Regions from separate parts of the Anas platyrhynchos genome. Here all the other regions are linked to region 2. A link is a contact called in public Hi-C data. All regions are on one chromosome and are shown on one strand. Each heading gives the region's core, a stretch centred on a gene start, on an enhancer-like site or on the middle of the called end of the contact. The rest is flanking DNA. Distances are from core to core; before and after follow the strand shown. Region 1 overlaps LOC101799219 (solute carrier family 22 member 4). Region 2 overlaps LOC110354619 (a long non-coding RNA gene). Region 3 holds the start of LOC139998677 (interleukin-5-like).

Region 1 (4,501 bases), core at 1,495-3,994, 43 kb before region 2:
GTTGTTTTTTTTTTTTTCCGTGTTCAAGTCCTGAGACTGTAAAACAACAGAGAGATTTGCGAAGGCGTGCTGCTGGCAGCCCAGGGTTGCTATTGCCAAGAGAATAAGGGAAGAGGAGAGACAGAAGAGAAATAGAGATGAAAGATATTGTCTCATAATGCCTCATTGAAAGATATTGGCTCATAATGCCACAAATCCTACATCTTAACACACTGCTCAACAGGTATAAAACAAAGCTGCAAGGCTCAGACGTCTCCCCAGATGCCCCTAAGCAAGAGCCATCAGCAGAGGAAGACAGCAGTTTATTTTTTAACACACCCTTCCTGACCCTAAGAGTCCTTGTTTGCATCTTCTCGTGATTTTTTTCAGTTACCCCAAGCTTCTGAAATGGAAACTCTTGTAGCTATTAAATAGCTTTTTGGTTTGGTTGCTTGGTTTTTAAGTCTCTGGTATTTTTTTCCAATCGCTCTGCAATATTAAGGGTTTTAACCTTTAATTAAGGGGTTTTAAATCCCAATCTAGTGAAAGGGGGCAATGCCTATTTCTCCTCCAAGCACATCGGGAAGGCTCCTGGCAGTCTGTCAGCTGCTGGCCCAGGCCTGCCCTCACCTGTGTCGGGCAGCGCGTTAATCACAGCAAGCAGAAGCTGCTCCATCCCCGGGGAGCCCCCAACAATCCCAGGCATTTTTAGTTACTGGGCAGGTCTGAACGCTGAAAATCGGGAGGAACTCCCCCCATGCTAATAGCTCTGTAATGACCATCACCTTTTGGACCATTACTCCTTGGCAGTGTCAATTAAAGTGTTATATAAGATAAATTTTATCTCTTTACATTTAAACTCTTTTCTAACGTTGTTTAGCTTTATTTTATAAATGCAGTAAAGTATTTAGTCGTGACGGCGAAGGAAGAGTTAAAAATGCTAATCCAACCTCCCTTGTTTTAAACAGGCACAGAAATTCTTGGCAAATCAGTTCGTATTATATTCTCTACGTTAGGAGTTTGCATATTTTTTGCAATTGGCTACATGTTGCTGCCACTGTTTGCTTACTTCATCAGAGACTGGCGGATGCTGCTGCTGGCGCTCACCGTCCCGGGGCTGTTCTGCGTCCCGCTCTGGTGGTGAGTGCAACGCGCCCGATGCTCTCCCCTTGTGCCCAATTCTCTCCAGGGCCCAGTGTTTTATTTTGCTTTGTGTTTTGTTTTTGTTTTGCCTGTGTTCAGCCCAGCTACCTGCCCACTGATCCTCCCTGGTGCTCACCATGTGCCTGGGGGCACTTGTGCCACCAGCTCTCTGGAGCAGCTGGGGAACTTTGGCCCCTAATTCTGGACACTGTTAACCACCTGGTAGCTGTGGTAGTGCTGGATGATTCAGTCTAACCTTTCTTCCCTGCTTTTTTCTTTAAGCCATATTTAATGAGGATTCAGCTGCCGATGGGTACTAAAAGCTGAGTGGAAGGCTGGCAGGTGACAGCGCTAAATGTCACCAGGCAGAGGTGTGCGCTCCCAGGCTTTGCTTTGGCTGCCAAAGCGAGTGTGTCTGCAGCCCTGCTGGCACTGAAAGGCAAGAAGAGAGCTCACACTGAAACCCAGCAGTGGTGGGGACCTCGTGAGGGCCCCACAGGTCCCTCATAAATGCTCAGCTCCTCTGAGCCATCCCTTGCTCTTGTCTCAGTGGCTGAGCCCATGTTTTCTTTCCTCTCCCTGCTGCGCCCATCCACCTCAGTGTAGGTGCACCCTCACTTGCCCATGGGTGCTCTGCCCCGAGAGGCTGAAAAAACAGATTAGGAAAAGTTAGTGCTGTTCTCAGCCTGACAGGCACCATGAAATTATTGCTGGCTAACGGGAGCGAGGAAGCATTTGTTAAGGTCACAGGATTAAGTTAAGGAAAGGTGAGATTTTCTGTCCCGTGGTCAGTGTTAATTCACTCAACGCATGTGTGGAAGTGATTAGAAAATGCCATCAGCTCTGCATGGGGACAGTGCCTCTGTCCTGAGCCTAGGAGAGTTGTAGTAAAATCGTGAGGTTTGTGTATAGATTCCTGTGACACAGAGCCTTTAAATATATCCTCTGTGCATTTAAAGCATTTCCACGCTGCGTGCAGTTCCCTAAGAATAATTTTGCTTAACGATGGTTAAGCTACCCCCATATTTTCTGTCTGTCCAGTAACATCAGTCTTTAAAAAAGAAAAAAAAAAAAAGCAGGCCCCCTAGGAGAAGGGCCCAAGCATCTCCTTCAGCTTGAGCTCTCCCACTGGTCCCAGTGGGACACGTTCAGGAATTACATTGCCTGCATGCTTCTGCGCTGACCGTGTTCAACCACGAGTAATTTGCGAGATGAGAGCGCAGTTCAAAAAAAAACTGTGCATGTGGCTTTAATAATGCTTCACTTTTGTGAAAACGTTGAGTCATTTATTCTGAAACTTATTGCAGGATCATTCCTGAATCCCCTCGGTGGCTGATCTCCCAGGGAAGATATAAAGAGGCAGAAGCTATTATCCGCAAGGCTGCAAAAATAAATGGCATTCCAGCCCCGGCTGTGATTTTCGACACCGCGGAGGTATGTTTCACGTGCCCTGTCACTTTACCTCGTCAGCAGCTTTCCCCTTTGGCCAGTTGACTTGTTGTGAAATGCCAGGGCAGGAATGGCTTCCAGCAGCAGCTCACAGGGGCTGGCGCTGGCTGTTGGCGTGAGGTAAGTGTTGGGTTAGCAAAGTCGAGACGAGAAGCCAGAGGGCTTACTTATTTGTTTGCTTTTTACAGTAAAGCTCTGTTCCGCAGCAGTGGTTGGTTGTGGTTTTCAGAGCAAGGGTGACCCAGCTTGCTTCACCCTTCGGGCACGGAGGAGAGCCGAGGAGGACGCGTTCAGCCCCGTCCCAGCGCGGTGTCAGCGGTTTGCACTTTAACAGGGGCTCTTCACGGGGGCTGCACGGGGGCACCAAGTCCAGGTCCACGTGTGCCGGGGCCCCACGGTGACCCGCAGGATGCTCCAGTCACACAGAGCACCGAATGCCTCAAGTGCCCTTGAAACATGACTGGAGAGAAGGCCTCGGATCAGCTGAAATTCTTCTGCAGGCTGATTTTTTTCTTGCATTTCGTATTTATTGGTTAAGAGGAGGAAGCCTGGCACCGAGCAGGCTCACGGCCGCGGCAGCACGGATGGGTTTTGTGCTCGCCTCCCCCCCGGCAGCTCATCCTCCCCCAGAGCTCCTGCTGAAGAGGCACGGGCACGGCTCCTGCGCAGAGAAATCCGCAACGCCGTGGGTCTGTGTGTCAGACCCGACCTTCCTGCATCTTACCAGCACCTGCGTTTTCTGTCTGCTGACACAGAAGAGAGCAAAGCACCGCGCACCCCTTTGGGGTATCTGCAGGAGGGAAATGCTGCGCCCTTGCTGGCAGCATCGGCTCATCGAGCGTCCTGCTCAAACTTTGGCTGGGCTGAAGATCTCCTCTCCAAGCATCTGCTGTGCTGTAAATTCTCGCACACGTTCCAGCTATGGGAACTCTGGAAGCACTCTCCTTCACAGCCAGAGCTCAGTTGTCCTTCATTTTGGACCTGACTCTTTCAGGCCCCAGGGGGTGGGTCTGCTGTCAACCACTCGTGTGTTTTTGAGACCAGGCAGCAAAAGCGGGCGATAACTTGCATTAATCTCACCCCATTTACGAAAGTTGAACAAAGAGAGCTGAGTGCAGCGCACGGAAAAATGCCTCCGGTCATGAGGCTGCTCCTGGAAGGACTGTGTCAGATCCTTAAGGAAGTGCTCGTGCATCTCTCTTGTCAGTAATGCTCCTTGTTCAGTAGTCAGCACGGTGCCGAGGTCCCGGTGCTCCCGTTTAACAAACCCTGGAAGGTGCCGCGGAGCACAGCTGGGTGCAGAGACGAGCGCTACCTGAGGACTGCACCCCGCTGCAGAGCTTGGGCTGCCTGGTGGGGCCCTGGGATAGCCGTAACCTCGTAACTGCCCCGACGTGTGGGTGTGCAAAAGGTTGTTGTGCTCTGAGGTGTGGGAATTTTTTTGGTTTTGTCTTCCTTTTTCCTTCAGATGCAGGATTCGAAGCCTCAGCAGCAGCAGAAGGCTATCCTTCTGGACCTATTTCGAACCCGAAACATTGCAACTATTACTATTATGTCATTACTTTTGTGGTAAGGAAATGTGTATTCCTAAAGTACCCAGGCAATAGAACGATTTCTGATTTGAGGGCACATGCCACAGGTTTAGATGAGTTTCAGCCTCGGAGCCTACCCACACGTGGTCCTTGGCTGGTTCGTGCCCCTCAGCGGCCCCCGCACCCTCACTGCATTAATACGTACAGGTGTGGGGATGGTAGCCTCAATTCAGATGGGAAATAATTAAGAAAATACATGTAGCAACGTGTGATTTATTTTTTTTTTTGCTTTTGTTTTAAGAAGCTCCCATCTCCATAATCTCTCTTTGAAGAGAAATGTCTCAAAGCAGAGGCAGAACCAGAGCCAGACCCATGGCCAGCATTTTCGTTGTGTTTCT
Region 2 (4,813 bases), core at 1,004-3,503:
GAAGGGAGAGCAGGTTCTGAAAGACCCGTTGGCTGAATATAAACTGAGTTAAACAGATTATAATGAGCCAAAAGCTAAATTCCCCTCTGTTCTACATCAGGTCAGGCGTTATTTGTGGCTCTGATAAATGCCACTGGGGTGCAAACAGATTCCCCAGAGGCTGATGTTGGAGAGCTGAAAACCCAGAGCTTTACGCTTACCTTTGGCAGATGAAATTCAGCTTGGTCCTTTGGCAAGAGCCGTGCTCTCTGCCCGCTCTCCCTTTGGGAACAGAGCCCTCCATCCCTGGGCTGTGCAGGTGCAGGTGAGCAGGGGGAGCAACACTCCTGCTCCCACTGTGCAGGGCACATCAGGAGCGAGAAGGAATGGATGCTGCAGCTGGGAAGAAAAACCCCATCCAGCAGACAGCCAGGAGCATATTTGGGCAAGGCAGCCTGTATTCGGTGAATATTCACGTGTGTTGCTCCGGCCATGTGGCTGCATCTGCTTTTTGGGGTTTGTGAGCCAAGGGTGTGTGCTGGGTGCAGGTACGTACCCAAAAGGCCGGGGCCAGGAGGTGGCCGCATGCAGGAGCCAGGCAGCAGAGAGGTGAAGCTGCCCTGAGAGCCCCTCGGGCTGTGGTGGGGCAGAGCAACAGGAGCTTGGCTGTGGGGCACAGCACCTCTAACAGTGCTGGTGGCAGCGGCAGGGATGCTCTGCAGGAGTGCCCGGAGCAGCACCAGAGCTCACAGAGAGCTGAGGTTTGGGTATACAAAGTGTTTGCTGATGCCATCTGAAAATTAAGGGAAAATTTGGATGGGCGCTAAAAGGCAGCGTGATTTTCACTGCTCTTGGCCTCAGCTCAAGACACAAGACTTTGAAGCAAGCTCTGGGCTGCACAAGTGTTCTGGTACGGAGCAGCTTAGAGGAGCCTCTGAGATAAGTTTTGTCTTCAGAGCAGGATTAGAAGTGCACTTGGGGAGTGCCAAGCTTAGGGCTGCCACCTGAATAATGCTGAGAAACAGAATAGCGAGTGGGCAGCCTTCATCTCGTACGGGAAGGAGACACGGTACGATGGGGGTGTGTTTGTGTTACCGGGGTGTCTTGTGACTATGTGAGTTTGGGGATTTCGGTGTTCAGAGCCTCGGGCACGTCGGTTTTCAGGCAGAGCACTCGTGTGCCCCTGCACCAAAACATTGCATTACAATTCTGGAGCTACAACTACAAATTCATCACTGGGAAAACGGCACAGGCTTTGTCAGAACTGAACACTGGATGAGTTTGGCCCACGAGCTCTTGCTGAGGTTAATGGGTCCTGGAAACCAGCACCAGTCTGTGCTGCAGAGGGGCCGGCAGCTCCGTGCTGTGCTGTCACAGGATTTGTGCGATCACAGCGGTTTCATCGGTGCTTTTAGGAGCACAGCTGGGGGCAGAGGCAAAGGGCACCAGGGGGATGTGGCACTGGGGAATGGGGGGACTAAAGGGAGCTGCCTTGGTCTCGGAGCCCAAAATGTCCCGATGCTGGAGCCCTTGGTGCAGATGCTCATCTTATCTTCTGCTTTCTGCTCTGCACGCAAGCCACAGGCCAGGCTGCTTCTGTAATTAGCGTGCTGCTACAAAGCAAATACTCCAGCATTCGTGCTAATACAACCCCAAAATGAAACGTGCTGTTTCTGCTTTTAGCACCAAGCAGAAAGCTGTGTAGATTTCATAGGTAACAATGAATGGCTTACTAAAAAAAACATTTCTGCTTTGAGTGTTAATCTGAGAAAGTAGCTGCTGGAGCAGCAGCATAGCTGGCATGTTTGGGGCATGATCAGTGCCATGTGAGCTGGCAAAATCAGTTCCTTGCACCCAGCATCCCAGCTGAGCATTTCTTGCACGACCAGCGGCTGCAGGAGGGGGGAGCAGAAATGAGGCAAGGCCGTGGGAGGGGATGGGGATTGTTCTGCTTAAAATTGGCTAGGCCTTTACTGACCTTAAAGGGAGCCTAAAATAACCAGTTTTAATCTGAGTCAGGCACGTCCCAAACTGCATGGGTGGAGGAAGGGGTGGCCAAGCCCTGCTCCTGGGCACATGGGGGCACTGGGTTGTGTTCCCTGCACCCCAGCTCCATCCCTACCGCTCCTGCAGCAGGCAGATGAGTCCTCAGATGAATTTCCTTCAGGGCTGGGACTTGGTGGGAGCGACAAGACCCGAGGCAGGGGCTGCAGGAGAGGAAGCCGAGGGCTCGTGGCGTTGAGCTGCGCCTTCCCCCGGGGACTGCAGAGGGCGGTGGCACCCACGAGAAGCGCGGGTGGCCCCGGGTGCAGCTCCCGGAGGGCTGGGAGCCGGCCAGGGCAGCGGCACGGCCCGAAAAGTGCTGTGAAACAAGTGAAACGAGGAGTGCTTCCCCCTGCTGCCTTCCCTGTCCTTCCCCCCTCCTGGGAGCAGAGCAGCAGCCCCGAGAGGTCTCGCAGGAGGACCTCAGGCTGAGGGTGGGGGCTGCTGGCCCTGCCCACGCTGTGGGGTGCAGCTGGCAGGAAGATGTGAACCCCTGGGCTTAGTTTCACCAGTTTGGGACCCAAATCTTGTGCCAGAACCTTGTTTTGAACACTCGGAGAAGTGCGTGGTTCCTTTCAGTCTCTTTTCCTTTCTCGTCTCCTTTTCCCTCGCATGCTGGAAGCGCAGCTTGCAGTTGTCAGTCCTCAACAGAACGTTTCTCTGTTCTTATTTAATCCCAGCAGGGGCTGCACACAATGCCCACGCTGTTTGGCAGGCACAAGGGAGTGCCTGCAAGGCCTCCGTGAGCCAGCTTGTGCCCACAATGACTTTCCTTCCCTTGGAGCCCAAATCCCCAGCTGCCAGCCCGGGTTCAGGAAGCCTGGGCATGGCTCAGCTTTGTTTCTGCCCAATTCTTGGCTCTGGAGGCCGAAGCCAGCCTCCAGCAGCAGCTTTGAGCTCTCCCATGGGAGCCCCATCTCCCGTGGTCCTAGGGCCCTGCACAAAAACCTCCACATCTGCAGCCGTGTGGAGTTTGTTCTCGGGGCTGGAGGTCAGGATCAGCTCTGTGGTGTGACAGCAAAGAGCCTGTATGTGGCCTGCAGCACAGCTGGAGAGAAAAGTGTACCAAAGCATGCAAAACACAGCTGTTTTAGGGTCTGTGCCCCCTGGAGCCCATCGTGTGTGCCAGGGAGGTTTTGTTCCCTCCCAGGGCGAGCTGCGATGCTCTCCTCAGCATCTCTGGTAAGCCAGGAGCCTCAGCCTCCTGTTTGTCACAACTTGTTCTCATGCTGACACCCATCCCACCCTTTCCTGTCTCATCTTGAGCTGCTGCAGGGGAAGGCAGCCTGCCGCGGCGGCCGCACTTATCGCTGCACAGCAGCTGTGGGGCTCTGCCAGACACAGCCCCATCCTGCAGGGTGCTCGGCTGCATTAGCTGAAAAAAAAGCAAATAACTTTTTTTTTCTTTTTTTTTTTAATGATGCTGAAGTTTTTTCAATATAGCCACTGTGAGGCACGGTGGAGAACTCACCAAATGCAGGCTGAGCTCCACCAGCCGGGATGGAGCAGGAAAACTGGGCTGGGTGTGCAGAAGGAGGTGGAAGGGGCTGGGATTTGGGGGAGGAAGCAGAGGCGAATCTGGCTAAAGAAAAGGATGAGGGAGAGTCCAAGAGCTGTATCCCTCAGTGGCTCCCTGCTGGCCAGGAGGGAGAGCAGGAGCTTCCCTTCTAGCTCAGGTGTGCTGGCTGAGCAGGGGCTGTTTGTAGGATTAAGGAGGGCTGGGATGGGTTGCACCAGAGGGCAGGGTGGCCCCGGGGGTGTCACATCCTCCTGCTGCCATGCCCGAGGCCACATGAAGGAAGCTGTGTGGTGCCATCCAGCCGCTGCCATGCTGTGTGTTCATCGTGATACGGAGCTCCTGTGACTGCCCTTGGCTGCCCAGCTCACTCTGAGCAGCACAGAAGTTTAATTCATGAGCATATTAAATTGTTCCGCTAATGAGCCTGTCAATCTCGGCTAATTCATCAATATATAATCAATTCCTCCTTCGGGACAGTCATAAAGGCAGCCACGGGGGGGCTGTACTCTTGCTGTGTGTGAGAAAACTGAGGATATTCAGCAGGGGATGGGCTGGGCTGTGCTGGTGTGCTCTAGGATTTTTGTGTGTGTAAGTGGAATTTGGGTCCATGCCCTTTGCCTTACAGGGCCTTTGCATTGCCTTTAGTAAAATGCATCCACAATTCCTCCTTGTGGTGCTAATTTGAAGAGCCCAAACGAGCCCCAGCTGAGGCTGCCCCCACAGTCCCTGGGGAAGGGGTCCCTGAGGTGCTGGGCCCTGCTCGGCATCTCCTGAACGAGATCGTTCCCTGCTGTCAGTGAGAAGGGTGAGATGGCTTGTTTTAAGTGAACCCCGCTTAGGGAGGCTTTGTGGCAGCTACATGACACAAATGGGGTTCATCTGGTACAGTTATTTCACCGGTGGTTGGCCTGAATCTGCCTGCTGTTGGTATCACACCTCAGGAAGCGAGCAGCAAACGAGGCCTGCAGAGCGCGAGGCCTGCAGAGCGCGAGGCCTGCAGAGCCAGCTGTGCCACTCCTTACAGGAAAAGGCTCCTTTGAAATGCAGCTCAGGTGTAACAGCACTGCCTGAATAACCACTGCCTGAATAAGTAGTGCCTCCTCTCAGCTGGATGCTGCTCGGTGCCTTTGTCTGCTGGTTGGCTTCGTGCACATCACAGCCTTCACCTCAGCCTCACCCATTGCTGGCATATGCAGGATGGGGAGGTCCTGGGGGGAAACAACTCTGAGCCCGTGCTTTCTCCTCACCCTTTCCCTGTTAAATAGGACGGGC
Region 3 (4,839 bases), core at 927-3,426, 48 kb after region 2:
CAATCTGAAGACTGGTTTGATTTCTTACATCTGCTCGTACCAGCAGATAATTCTGGCTCATGCCTTCAGTTTGGATGCAAGATGCTGTCTGCGCTAGTAGCTGCAACTGGCTGACTCTGGAATGTGAAAGAAAGCAATTAACTGAACCCAAAACTACTCCCTGCTCTAACCCCCGTGACAGCTGACGGCTGTGTGCTAAGAGGGGAGTGGGAATGGGCGTGCTCTGCTCTCCTGGCCCTGGTGGCCCTGTCCTGCCCCGGGGAGTGCCACACAAGGCGTGCCTGTCCTCTTCTGCAAAGCAGTAGCTGGCGTTTGTCTCCAAGGTCTGGGCAAGGTGGCCAGAAAGGTTGAAGGGGACACAAGACAGAAGCAGAGCACAGAGTGATGATGCTTGCCAGCATGGAGTTGTTTTGGAAGAAATCCATTAAACTCAGAAAGAGGGAATGAGGAGGACGCTGCTATCAGAAGCAGGGATGGAGCGGGGAGAAGTGTAACAGGAAAAGAAGGTGATAAAAATGAAGTAAAAATCAGCAATGGCTGGGGAAAACACGGATGGCTGCCGAAGGTCAGCACCATGCCTATGATGTACTGTTCCTGCAGTAAATTAACTACTCTGGGTGTATTCTCACCTATCTGGCTGTGATATAGTATGAAGAACCCTGTGCTGGAATGTGATCTCACATTAAAACCTAATTTCCAGTCAATGTGCAGTAGAACAGAGTCTCATTAACAGTGTTTGTGTCAAGAGAAAGTTGTATTTAAAGTCAGCTTGCAGAGAAAATCGCCTTTACGCAGAGAGGGAACATGGATCTTTCTGAAGTGCCAAGGAATATGAGAAGTTTTTGGAGAAGCAAACGGAGATAGAAAATGCACTCAGAGGAACTTGGTCCTCCTGTTAAGACAGGCACCGTTCATGGATACACAGTAAGTCAGTGTTTTGGTCCTAGGATGTTCTCACAAGCCACATCATTTGGACAAGATGTGGTAATACAACTACCCTCGTTGATGGAACATGTATAAAAAGGTGTTCTAAAATTAGACTAAATAGCTTGATAAAAATAAAAACTAAATAGGTAGGATGGAGATGGACAGGCAAGAAATGTGAATGAGTTCATTCCTCTTGCCTTTTTATTGTCCATCATTTAAAAAGTTGATTCAGAAAATCAGTGTGTGTTCTGCAGAAGTATTACAAAAACCTAGAACAAGAATAGATGCTGTATTACTGTCCTTGGCTACTTTTATATCATAAGATATTTTTCTTTGACTCACTTGATTATTTTTAATAACCTTTTACCAGTATTTAATAACATTATAATAGCTTCATTTATACTTATATACAAGTGGAGTATTTTAGGAGATAACTTTACAAGCTATCTTAATTTCCAACGACTAAAGATATGAAAAAAAAAAATTAAAAAAAGTTTACTTACATCTATAGAAGCTGGAGTTTCAATTCTCAGATTCTGAAAAATAATATATTTATTGATTAAGCCTTTCAAATATCATCATTAACACCAATGAAAATAAAATTAAACTTTCAATACAACCTAAGTATTTAGAGAATAAGATGATTCAGTACATCAATATATCAAACTGTATATTTAAAGAGTATAAATTGAACTTACCAGACTGTCCCCTGTCATTGAATTCTTCATCTGTTGTAGTAGTGACAGTAACTCTGCTATATTGCTTATGTGGGGAGCAGCATAGATGCCTGCAGCCAGAAAAATAAGATACAGATGAGTCCTCATTGCTCTGATGTGCTCAGAGAACCTGTCAGTGCTTCTGCGCTGGTCCTCTACCATTTTATGTTCTCTGTACAGGGAAATAAACACTTTGGGTTGATTTTTGAAACTGATATAGAAAGAAAGACCACATGTTGAGACATTCTGGAAGGGAAAGGTTCCAGTAAATTTTGTGATTAATCTTTGGGCATACTCCTTACCCAATCAGCATTTCCACAGAAGTAGGTAGTAAAGATGCAAGGATGTGGCCTCTTATTTTTTTCAGTCAGCAACTCACAGAATGACCCGAAGCATGACCAGGCAGCTGCCAGCCCCACCACACTTCCCCAGAGATCGGGGCCGGCTCCGCTGATAACGGCGCAGCCCACTGATAGGCGATGTAAGACTGCACTGTCAGAGAAAAAAGCAACCACAGAAAATCGGTGGACTAATGTCTGGAAAGAAACCAGCTGTGTTTGTGCAATAATTCTGATAAGACGTTACTGAAATGCAGGTATTCTCTCAAGTAGTTAACTCGAGGCTGTGCCACTGCCCAGAGCATGTGCAGGGAGGGCAGGTGGTGAAGCACCAGCAGGGCAGCACCACCATGCCTGGGATGGGGACAGCTTGTGGGAGTCACACCTGAGTGTTTGTTCACTTGGAAGTGTCATGGTTCTTTGCTTGAGATCACTGGGGCCATGCAGCAAGGCCAGGGAGCCCTGTTCCCTCGGGGAAACCCTTACTGGTTCCCTTCTGTGGGGCTCCAACCGTGGGCAGCTCCGAGGGCCTCGCAGCCGCACGCTCCTGTCCCTGCAGTGCTCTGGCTGCTCGGAGGAAGCGGTGGCAAACCTCAGGGCCCCGTTATGTTTCTGTCTGCTTAACATCACCGCCTGCTTTCTGCACGTTGCTGCCTGGCTGGTGGTGCTGAGCAGCTCAGGGCTGGCAGCGGGGCCCTGAGGCTGCAGCAGCTGAGTGACACCCCGGTGTCTCGGTGCCTCAAACTGGGAGAGTCAGCGGTGGTTATGTGGTGCAGCTGAGAATAACCATCTGGCTGGTCGCTGCCAGTTTCACTTGCTTGGTTTGTCATCCCTATCACTAGATAGTGTCTTTGCGCTGCCAGTTTATCTGCGGTGCCTTCTCATCACGCAGCTGCAGGGACCGCGGCCTTGCAGCACAGGATCTCGGTGGCATCAGTGGGAACCGAGGGAGCCCCGCAGAAAGACTCTGTCAGCTGAACTTGTGAATGCTGGGAATGAACTCATAAAGCCCTTTTTTGGCCCACTGCGCTTCCGGCAACAGCAAGAAGTGTTTTATGGTCTGTTCCAACTTACCTCCCACAAACCTGCAGCAATGTGGCCCTGCCTGAGCAGGGGCTGGCCCAGGCGGACCCCCAGGTCCCTGCCTGCTGACCCCAGTCACTGGCGTTCTGTTTTGGGGCAGAGCCCCCTTCCCCTTCTGCAGGCACTGGGGCTGTACCCACCAGCCAGGCAAGCTATTGACCCTGACCCTGTCCCTGGAGGCCTGCATGGGCACCATGGTTTTGAAGGGCTGCAGGACCTCCAGCCTGCTGTGTAATTTTTTTTTATTATTTTTTTGTTAATCTTTGCCTCTGCCCAGGGCTGGCTCAGCCCATGCCAGAGCTGGTCCTGTCCCTGGGGGAGCTGCTGCCATCCCTCCTGCTCGGGTCTTCTCATCACACACAGCACAGCTCCATTTTGTTCCTGGCCAACTTGCCTGCTAACAGATTTTCTGTCTCAAGCCTTTCTTTACTTTTCCTCCCTTTTGAGTTTCGGGTTTTTGATCACTTCTGTGGAATTGCAGCACTGTTCCAGAACTTTGTATGAACTGTACAATTCCTTTTTTCCCTTGGCAAATTTAATGGGCTTTTCTTTTCTTTTTAATTAGGACATTCATTCCTGGTTCCCAAGAATTACATTGTTTTGTTTATTTATTACAAATACCACTATCATGAGCTTGTCTTTGCCCTGTTTGTTCTTCATGTTTTCATGACCATTGCATCATTTTGTCACATACTCCAAAACAGTAAGACTTTGTGATGCAGTTCCCATTTTTTACCCCTGCTTCTTCATGAAATAACTTCAAACTCTCCCTGTGTCTTTTTTTTTTCCCTAAACTGGCTCAGTGTCCCCACACAAACTGTTGTCATTGCTTTCAGTCTCAGCTTCATCATTGTTCTGAGGGCTTTTTACATGTGAGTTCATGGTTAAGAAGATGAAGGACACCTCTAAGAACAAAAAGGGTGATGAAAGCAACAGATCTTGACCTTCTCCATGCTGTAAACCTTGGTCTCCACAGGTCTGGAATCTATCTGATCTGTGAGCATGGGCAGAGTGAAGGCACCACGAACACAAACAGAATTGGTAGTAATAAAAATAAAATAATTCTGAAGAATTTTTGAAGGCTGGAGAAAAAAAGCACTGAATGCAAATTCAAACTCTTGGATTGACCCGAAGTTACTCCATCTGAATTTGGAATGATCAGGAATATGAAAGTGAATAAATAATCTAATCAAGGGCAGTTCGACACACTGCAGTGCTGAGAGAGGTGGCCCTGAAGTGAGACACGTGAACTGACATGCTACCATCACCTCCGGATTTTTTTTGGAGGCATCATTAGCTGGAAGCTGCATCTGCAGTATCTGGTTTTGCTCATTCATCTAGATAAGCACGAAGTTACGATGCCCAGATAAGCTTTCTGTGCTGCTCCGATTAAGTAATGCAGCATGGATATGGTGCAGCAGCTTGTGCCTCGCCAGGCTCCAGAAAAGGGAAACTTCTGAAAGCCAGGAGCAGGCTCCAGCTCCTGTCCTCGATGGTCTGTCCACTGAAGACTGTGGCAGCTGCTGACAAGGGGCAGGTGACAGTGCTGGAGCATGGCAGAGGTGATGCTTGGGGATCCCTTAAGCCACTTCTCTTCTGTCCCCCATGCTCCAGGGCTGTGGGCAGCAGCATGCCCATGGGGGAAGCCCCCAGGCACCATCAGGAGGAATGTGTGGGTGTTTTGGTGATAAATGGGACCGATGGGTGTGGGTAAAGGGCATCCTAGGGTGACATTTGTGAGAGATCATGTTGGGTCTTTTCCCTCCCTTATCTGA

Evidence for each region. Hi-C and Micro-C count contacts between places; a contact is called where the count stands out from the background.
Region 1: a contact with region 2 is called in a Hi-C map of liver, with 3 times the contacts expected there. The contact joins two enhancer-like sites. A contact is called at or near these places in 2 of 8 Hi-C or Micro-C datasets (liver and skeletal muscle).
Region 3: a Hi-C map of subcutaneous adipose tissue shows a contact between it and region 2, with 3 times the contacts expected there. The contact joins the promoter of LOC139998677 here to the enhancer-like site in region 2. A contact is called at or near these places in 5 of 8 Hi-C or Micro-C datasets (liver, skeletal muscle and subcutaneous adipose tissue).

Annotation. Positions count from the first base shown.
Region 1 is chr14:1,797,699-1,802,199 of IASCAAS_PekinDuck_T2T, reverse strand. It overlaps LOC101799219 (solute carrier family 22 member 4), which reads left to right. Exons shown (of 10, transcript XM_027468658.3): 4 at 948-1,119; 5 at 2,430-2,556; 6 at 4,040-4,140. Among named protein-coding and RNA genes, the nearest start is that of PDLIM4, 57 kb to the left of the region's middle. Within about 2 kb of position 2,744, at least 3 of the 8 cell types and tissues checked have an H3K27ac peak or open chromatin away from gene starts, as enhancers often do.
Region 2 is chr14:1,753,426-1,758,238 of IASCAAS_PekinDuck_T2T, reverse strand. All of the region lies in intron 1 of LOC110354619 (a long non-coding RNA gene), which reads left to right. Among named protein-coding and RNA genes, the nearest start is that of IRF1, 34 kb to the right of the region's middle. Within about 2 kb of position 2,253, at least 3 of the 8 cell types and tissues checked have an H3K27ac peak or open chromatin away from gene starts, as enhancers often do. A contact at or near this core is called in subcutaneous adipose tissue, where this site is marked.
Region 3 is chr14:1,705,184-1,710,022 of IASCAAS_PekinDuck_T2T, reverse strand. LOC139998677 (interleukin-5-like) reads right to left here and starts at 2,176. Exons shown (of 4, transcript XM_072023405.1): 1 at 1,626-2,176; 2 at 1,431-1,463. The coding sequence starts at 1,805.